2 separate regions of the Gasterosteus aculeatus genome follow, and region 1 is linked to region 2. Evidence: chromatin contacts called from public Hi-C data. All regions are on one chromosome and are shown on one strand. Each heading gives the region's core, a stretch centred on a gene start, on an enhancer-like site or on the middle of the called end of the contact. The rest is flanking DNA. Distances are from core to core; before and after follow the strand shown.

Region 1 (4,294 bases), core at 1,237-3,736, 210 kb before region 2:
AGTGTTGCTTTGTGAAGTCTGCTTCTTCAGCCAAGATATCAGAAACGGACTTTCACCATCTGACATCCAGATGACTGGATCCTGTTCATGTCATACGCATTTGGGAGACGTGTCTGCAGTTTGTCCATCACGTGGAGGACACCCCGATCGGTCCTCAGAGAGATGAGGTAACACATTCCATCCTAACTGCCTCCATACTATGTCGAAGGGGAAATAAACTACGTCACTGAAAGATGGGGAATCTTTTCCCACTTTTTTTCCAACCTGAGCCGAGTCAGTTCCGTGTAGAGCGAGTACGAGGACATTTTTAAATCAATAAAAATGTCTCTTTTACACACTTCCTCAGGCTGGATTAGTCTTAAATAAATCCCTGTTTGGGATGGTCAAGGGTTATAGAGTGGTATTGACATCTCTATAGATTTGATAAATTACATAAAATATTCAGTTTTCTGACAGTTACTTGTGTCTCAATTCCCAAGAACTGATGTTTTTGTTCAATATTCTGTACTTTCAAGAGAGACAAAGAAATATCGTCTCAGGTGTTTCACCACATCATCCCGTCCACTTTGTTCTCTGCTCTGAGGACCACAGGAGGACGGGGCCATGTAGGGACAGCTGCTTGTGTGAACATTACAAACATCCCCATCCTGGATGATTCTTGTGACCGTCACCGGGAGGCCACGTCATCCGTGACTCATATCTGACAAGTCACAGGAGGGGGGGGGGCGCGAGGGAGTCGAGTGAGCGACCCTCCAAACTCCCCCAGACGCTCCTCGCCCTTCGCTGCTCCCTCTGTTTAAAACACCACAACAAGGTAACTAGGGGAAGTGAGTCAGCGGTCTGCGGGGAGCCTGCTCCGGTCTGCAGGCTCGTCTCCGCTCCACAATTACCAGGCCTGGTGTGTATTATCACGGGCCACGAGCACGAACGCCCCTCGCCATCAAACGCACGTTGCCGTGTCATTAGGATTTCTTCTGTAAGCAAAGACGGGCCGGCGTTTCATTCAGGCCTCGGTGGACACAGATGACTAGTTCAACACATTAAGCCTCTTCCTGAGTAACAAGTGAGCAAAGAAAAAAAACACTCCCTCGGGATACAATTCCTTTACAGGAAGTGAACGAGGCAGGCGAGACCGGTCTTGTCAGGCCGACATTCTGCACGGTCGACGGTCCTGAATCAGAGCTGTGAGCGAGACCCAACAAGATGCCCCAAGTTCCTGGTTTACCAATCAAGACCAATTCTGGTCATCTGTGGTTTGTTTTTAGATCTCCTTTTGCAGGTCGGTCTTCAATGTGTGCGGCCTTTGTCGTAGGAAAAAAAAAAGGAGTGGGGGGGGGTTGTGTTTTTCTCTTGTTCTTTGTGAATACTGTGCCCTAAAAAAGGCATCATGAGCAGAGAACAACCGTGTAGGCCAAATGTACTTTAGCAGCATTCAGTTGTGAAATACAGTCTCCACTTCAGGGACGATTGAAGTTCTCAGCAATAAAACAACCCCCCCTCATAAATGGAGAAACTTAAAGAGCTTGATGTTCGATTGTGAAACATTGACCCCAAAAACTGCGTGTGAATGTGTCCTTTTAGGGGGGGGAAACAGCACAAAGTGTCACAAAGACAAACTTTTTGGCGAAGAAAACCCAAGAGAACAGAAGCTCGTTTTTAGTCAGTTTGAAACGCGGTGAGAACCGTCACGTCCTCTGTGGCGGTTCTGACTTTGGGTTAAACAGCTACCGTGAGTATCCCACTGGTTTCGGGTGGTTCGGAACGTTACTTTGGTTCGCGGCCTACTCTCTGTTCAGAACCCACATTCGGGTGTGTTAAGGGACGGGCTGGGGGGGGGGGGTTCCGCCTGGAAGAAGAAGAAAACGCTTAAAGCCACGTTGTAGAAATGCCGCTCTGAAGAGGGGAAACCACGCGCATTCTATGGAGCGTTTCGACCGCTAGCTAGGAAGCTAACACACGTACCGTCTCCCACACCCAAAGTTCGCCCCGAAGACCGAAGAAAACATTCCTCGCTTCTCCGCTTTCCTCGCTTGCAGTCGCCCAACGTGGAAGATAAAAAGAATAGGAGTTGGATATAAAGAACACTCACCGTGTGTTGATGCTAAACCGCGATGTCCGTTGATTTATAGTAACATCGGGCCGAAAAACGGTTTTCTTTTAAAGAAAAGGAAGAAAAAAAAACAGCTGCCGAGACGAGGACCGAACGTTAGCTGGAAACTGTTATAAGGGTCCGCTTTGTTTTATCCGGCAGCGCGTGCCGCTCCGCCGACTGCTGCGCGTCACGTTTCCACTCAGCGCGCGGTAACGGCTGACGGTGCTTTACCGACCACCACCGTATATTAACGACTGGAGGACGTTAACAGTCAACTGGCTCGCCCGAACACGTTACCGCCCGGTGCGGCTGCTGCGGGGTCGATTATTTTTTTTCCTCCTCCTTTTTTTTTTTTTTTTTTTTGCGCCCCGGGCCAACGAGCGTCTTCTTGCCAGTTTAGACCCCGCCTACACAGGAATAGCAGCGGCACGCAGCGGGTGAAGGAACAAGCGCACCTGGCCGCGGTGAACCCTTCCTCACCTCCGATGCGGTGAACGGGTTCCAAGTAACACGCCCGCGCACACTCAAGAACAAGTTTATTAATATAATGAAAAGTATGTATCAGCAGTCCTACTTAAAGTGTTAAAATCAGGCTGCACGCCGAGTAGTTAAGTGTTATATTATTATTTATTATTATCTGTATTGATATTACTGCGGTGTGTTGCATTTTATTGCTGTTGGTGTCAAAACCTTTGCTTATGTCAACTGCTTTATATACGGTTAGATAATGTAATCAACACCAGGGCTTTAAGTCATATTCTATTGGATCATCAAATGTTTGACTTTGAGTCACAATTTTGCAGTTACCAAGTTAAAGATAAATCACGCCCATCAAAAAGGTACTTTTAGTGCAGCAGGTGAGTACAGATGCTTACCGCGTTTAGCTTTTGTTTTTTATTACACCAAATGTGCCTCACAAAACCCACCAAAGAGCCGTAAAATGTATTTTCTGTTTTTTGGCCAAGTTGCTATTGTCACTCACCTGTGTGACAAAGTTCAGTCCCGGAGGACTGGAGCAGACAGGTTCGCCTCAAACCTCCACTCCCACTAACCCACAAGTGAGTCTGTCAGTAAAGCTTCATTCTGTGCAGCCAAACCTTTCTGAAGAAGCAGCAAAGAGAGTAAAAATGATGAGTTGGATGATGAATGAATTAAAATGATTAGTTAGTAATTCGGTGGCATCTTGCATCCCGGTGTTTGAATATTTCACTTAAGTAGAAGTTCCTTCATTCATGCAATGCAGGCTTGCAGTGTGATACGTACAACTGAACATACCAACTTGAAGCAAGCGGAAATTTAACACAAGATGTGGATAAGCAAGGAAAACGCTGTGATTAAATGTCACCTGCAAGCATTTTGGTGGAAAACCAGAAGGAAAAGCCAAATGGGAAAAATGAATAATGAGATCAGTGAGCCGATGACCAGCGCCCCCATTTTAGCCTCTGTGATCACAGTGAAATGTGTGATGAATACGAAACAGCTGACGCTGCCAGCTGGACTGATGACACACCAAGTCTCCGTCTCCATTTCCTCCAGAATCATACCCGCCACATACTTGTGATAATAAGCTCAGGGAGAGTTTATGCACGCTGCTCTACTTCCAGAACGAGTCCCAAACGCTTTAGTGAGGCCGAGGCTCACGCTCCTGCTTTGCCTTTTCCCTTTTCCCCCCTTAAGAGTTTCTGAAGAGGGAAGAAAGTTTGCCGCCTGCTTGTTATGAATTGTCACGCACAAGACGGGTAACAACCATTTAAAGAGCTTATTATTTATTATAACATATGACCAATTGTTGTGACGAAAATAAACGTGTGTTGGCGCTTCGGCACCAATTAGAGCACCACATACCTCACCTGCACCGAAGTTCTCATGAGATCAGAGCGTTGCTGATCTGCTCTGTAGACCCACAATGCATTGGGAAAAGGTAGAGGAGCTAAAAGAAAAAAAGGTGAAATGTAGTGAAAAAGAGTTAAAGAAAAAAAAAAAAGGTTTTAAAAGACGTGCAATTAGGGAACCGTTGTCAGAACGAAGGTCACCGTTCTGGAGGAAGTTAACGGGACGACCAGGAGAAACATTTGGAAGCAGGACGCACACTTTGATCTTCGTCTTGAGTCTCTTGGTGGACATCTTATGGCTCGACATCTAATGTCTTTGTATTTTTTTGGGTCTACCTGAAGTGCTTCCTTGTGGTTATTTGGAGTCTTC
Region 2 (4,902 bases), core at 558-3,057:
GCAGACAGAACACATACTTTGGAACAATAAAACACACACACAGAGAGAGAAATGGACACGCACCCCACTTCCTGGTCCCACAGACCACAACTGGGCGGGCTGAGTCACTGTGGTGGGAACCAAACTGGGAGAGAGGGGGTGTCAAAGAGAGAGCGAGGTTCTTGATGTGTTTTCCTGGGTGTTAACAAATCATTGATGAGCCACGTACGGCCTCCAAACACCAAACACCAACAGCCTACTGCCGAGGACGCAAGAACCTGCCGATTACCCTGTAAAAATATGAAATACACCAAGTAAAGGTTCCATTTCTCCCAATTAACTCAGGGCCCGGCCCAGTACGACGCTTAGATCCAGCAGGAAGGAGTCTGCATTGGGACAGAGCCCAGGCAAGAGGTCACAGGTCACTAAAGGAGAGGCTGCTGCACTGCTGCCGCGCGGCCACTAGGGGGCAGAAGAGGCCTTCTCCTCCTCTTCACAGTCACGCAGGCTTTTAGTTTCATACGTGGGGGAGTCATGAGAGGGAGTTCATGAGAAGTCGACAAGTCGACGGGTCACTGATGGGATTCAGACGTGAATCACACTTTGCAACGTGGGTTCAGGGCCCCGATCAGCCAATCAGGACGCGTCGTAGTGGAGAACAGACAGGAGTGAAGAGAATAGATGGATGGGGGGTGGGGAAGGGGGGGGTTGTAATCTCATTATCTTTCTCTCTCACACACACACACACACACACACACACACAATCATCTGTTGTGAGCCGCTATAATCCTCAACCTCCTGTTGATTCCTCAAACATGGTCTTTGTCTCCTCCTGACACTTTTCCCACCACAATTAAGATAAAAGGCCTTGAAGCCCCCCCCCCTCACCTCCTCACCCCCCGCCTCAGCAACATCTGTGCTTTTCCCTTCCCCGTCTCAACCTCTCCGCAGTGAACGGAACATGTTTTTGGGGTGTCAGTCAATCAAGACATTTGGATCTCTTCCTGGTTGCCATTTCCTCACTCGTTTGCGTCGCTCATTCACACAAAGTTCGCTTTGTGGGTTTTCACCCACTTCAGCATCGGTGAACACATGGAACAAGCCGGTCGGCTTACTGAAAGCTATCAGCACTAAAAAGGTTCGGGACGTCCTGAGAGCGGCGCTCCACAGATTCAGCTTTTTTTTCTCCGATCGGTCCTTATTTAGTCGCCTCGCTGGTGAAGGAGCTCCCACTGCTGGAGCAAATCCAAGCTAAAATCAGTGGTGCTGCTATCCTGTGAATGTCCCAGCTGTTTATACAGCTTCTCATATGTATTTATATTTCTTATATATAGTAAATGGACTGTACTTGTATCGCACTCAAAGCACTTTAACGCTTCACGTCATCGTTCACCCGCTCACACCCCGATGACAGGAGCGACCGCACACCTGTTAGGGAGCGAACGTTCACACCTCGTGGTCACCGCTACGGGAGCAGTGTCTGTCCGAGGGTCCATCGGCACATACATGTATGTATGCATACATACATGTTCGTACGAAGGTTAATGTAAGGTCCACGTACGGTGTTGTGGGTTCTCTGGTCCCTGAGCCCTGACTGTAGGGAGGAGGGAGACCACAGAAGAAGACGACGGCCCTGCAGACGGTTATCTCACCGCTAACGGGTGCGTTCATGGTCGCCGTGGGCCGGACGGAGGGGGGCGCTCAATTGTGCAACAGCATCCAATGTGGAAGTGCATTAACTGCATGTTAAAACACACACACACACACACGCGTGTGTAATCATGACTCGTTTGTGTGGGTGAAACCTGAAGCGTGTGTGAGTAATGATTACAAAAAGCACCTTTATCTAGAAATCTAATAACCACAGCGTGGCTTTGGAGCCTGGGTGCAGAGGGGCAGTCGTCATAGCAACCGCCACTGTTCAAAAACACCTCCAACCGCTGATGACTAACGCGGCCGTGCACGTGCTTTTTGGTCGCTGCTGATGATCTTTTAACGGAATCAATAAACGGGCAGAGGACAGAGAGTCGGACACAACCACAGCGTCCACGTGTTACCGTGGTTACCAAATTGATTGGATAAATACACGGCAATCGGTTACTAGAAATCGATAAATTCTAAGTTGGATCCCAACCGTAGACACACAAATATATATATATATATATATATACATATATATATAATTTAGCTGCAGCCTGTGAGAGGGGCGGTTGGTCTCAGAGTTTCTGTGTCACCCGGACGAATCTCCTATAAAGTTGTCATCTTGTTCTCGTTAGGAGGCTGGAGAGAGGGGGGAAGGGGGATGGGAGGGCGGGAGAAACGCGAGCCTGGAATAAATGAGGTCATCGCGAACGCTTGCTCGCCCTGCGAGGGGGACGATGAGAGACAATCACCCTGGCGGAGGTTCACAGGAAGTAAACCGGAACGAACCAGGAAGTCCGGGTGAAGCGCGGGGTCAGCAGCGAGTCCACGCGTGTCTGCCCTCTCGTCCACCCCGGGCCATGTTGCTGTTGGAGAAGAAGTCCCTAGAAGGCCCCCGGAGAGCCGTGGCCTTCGGGCTCACGTGGCTCCTCCAGCTCAACGCCAGCTGTGCTCACGGGGAGCAGGAGGAGCCGTCCAGCAGGTAAAAGAGTCTTAAAGAGTCATTAATCACAGGATCGCTCCTCCCTCCCGCCGACGCAAAAAGACTCCTTCTCCTCCACCCTCCCTCCCCCGAAAAAATCAATATCAACCACAGACGAAACAAGGCGGGCCAAATGAGAGACGCGACATTCGATCCGAGCAAACACTTTGTCTAGGATGAACCACCCTGTGCATGCTGGGAGATTTATGGTGAGTAAACTGCAGAGTTAACAATTATCATCCTTTGATTCACTCTTTAAATACATTATTATTATTTATGATGTACGCAGAGCAGCTTAGAGAAAGCAGCAGTGTCACACACACACGTCACTAGTAACCCGCCTGAGTTGTTTTAAGAAACTCCTCTGGGTTTATGTAACCTCACGGGCCCTCCTGACAGCCTGCGCGTGTGTGTGTGTGTGTGTGTGTGTGTGTGTGTGTCTGTGTTCAGTTTCAGTTCAGTCCAGGACGTCTTTGTGGTTGAGCGCAAACGCACACAAACAGAAGAACCAGAAGTCCTTTCCCAAGAATTTATTCAAATTATATTACACGCAAAACAACATTACGGAGTGAATTAGAAGTCAAACTGCAAACCAAATCATACATCGTTTGATCAGCTGCAGCAGCGTCTGTCCCACACACACACACACACACACACTGGCACCGGCTGACCTGGGGTCAGATCTGACAGTGAGGGAGTAGCAGCGTGCGCAGCTGTGAGGCACACCCAGACACACACACACACACACACACACACACACACACACACACACACAGGAATGTGGCAAATGCACGACCCAGGGAGCAACATTTGAGGGTCGTGTCATCGCTGCAGGAGGGCGAGCATGTCACCGGACACCTGGGTATGTGTGTCTGTCTCTGTGTGTGTGTGTGTAACGGTGCTGGAAAGTGTGTGTCGCAAATCAATTTCAATTTGTCCAAATCAAATGTGCAGGCTGCCGGCTCTCAAGCCATCATTCATTGTGCTGTTGCTATGGTTACCTGCAGTGTTACAGAGCCAATACAGTGATTTAGAGGCTTGGACCGTATCTTTTTTCCACTTCTAGATCCCCAAAAAGTGAACTTCCAACTAGCAGATTCCTGCCAGTGATCGAGGTCATTGAAGGTCAGTATCATGCTGCTTGTGTGTGTGTGTGTGTGTGTGGGGGGGGGGGGGAGGGGGCGTTGATGATGGAAAGATGGCATCTGGAATAAACATTAAGTCATTAAGTGAGTCCGAGCCGCCACTTTTCCTGAGAGCTTCATGTTCTCTGTGCAAAGGCTAATAAAAATGCCCATGTGTGTGGGGGGGGGGGGAGGTGCCTGAGATCACCAGTCAGGTTTTGTGGTGTCCATGCTCGCTCATATATCATGCAGCCTTCATCCTTCCCTCCCTGTTCCCCTTAAACAGTTGAATCATCTGTCTGATATTTATTCTTTAAAACTGTGAGAACATCTCCCTCAGACTCTTTTCTACACACCATCAACACAACTTCTTTTGCTCTTCTGAAAGAAACGATAAATAATTCACAAGACGTTCACTGGACCGACTTGCGGACACGAAGGTTTACGTTCCCGTCAGTCTGTCGCTGCAAACGCAACAGCTGCTGATTCGGAAGGTTTTCTTCAGCGTGAACTGACGGAGTTTCTGGTTCTTATCAGAGGACAACAGAGCCGAGGTGGATCCCACCGTCTGCAGGTGACAGAGGGGCATCGCTGTGACGGGTCCTCGGGGGACCTCATGTCAGTAGCCACGTCTCGGGGGAATACACTCCAACCACTCTCCGTCTTTCGAGGGAATCTCCTGACATTTGACCAAAGTACACAATGTGACCCTGCGACCTCCCGGCTGTCAGTCAGAGAGAGTCAGTCGGGGAAGTAACTTTGCGTGCAAAGCAGCGCTCGCACGCGAAAGCCGCAGACGGGGAGACAAACACCTCAGTTGCACCAAACCAGGCGTCTTTTACTCACCCGGTCTTTGTCGTCGGCCACATCGCAGAGCACGTCGTCCAGGTCGAGGATGCCGCCGTCGCCGTGCTCCAGCCGGTGGACCTGCAGCCAGTAACTCCCATCCTGGGAGAAAATAAAAATGTTTGTAACACAATATTGCAGCGCAAATGAGTAGCCAAAGTTCACCGGATCTGCGTCCGTCAACAGATCTCTGCAGACAAACGACTGTGTGTGTGTGTGTTTGTACGAGAGGTTGTTGCGGTCTGTCATTTTCTTGTTTCAAAAGCAGCTATTTAGAATAAGAGGCAGCGTGTACAACCGTTGGCAACAAATCATGTGGCCAGTACTCAA

Evidence for each region. A called contact is a pair of places that touch in the nucleus more often than the background predicts.
Region 1: a Hi-C map of whole body shows a contact between it and region 2, with 6 times the contacts expected there. The contact joins the promoter of LOC120816084 here to the enhancer-like site in region 2. A contact is called at or near these places in 5 of 6 Hi-C or Micro-C datasets (liver, skeletal muscle, tail fin and 1 more).

The regions. Positions count from the first base shown.
Region 1 is chr3:16,194,105-16,198,398 of fGasAcu3.hap1.1, reverse strand. LOC120816084 (integrin beta-1) reads right to left here and starts at 2,486. Exons shown (of 16, transcript XM_040171403.2): 1 at 2,090-2,486.
Region 2 is chr3:15,987,471-15,992,372 of fGasAcu3.hap1.1, reverse strand. pard3ab (par-3 family cell polarity regulator alpha, b) reads right to left here. Exons shown (of 25, transcript XM_078099697.1): 2 at 4,573-4,674. Among protein-coding and RNA genes, the nearest start is that of LOC144405546, 2.8 kb to the right of the region's middle. Within about 2 kb of position 1,807, at least 1 of the 9 cell types and tissues checked has open chromatin away from gene starts, as enhancers often do.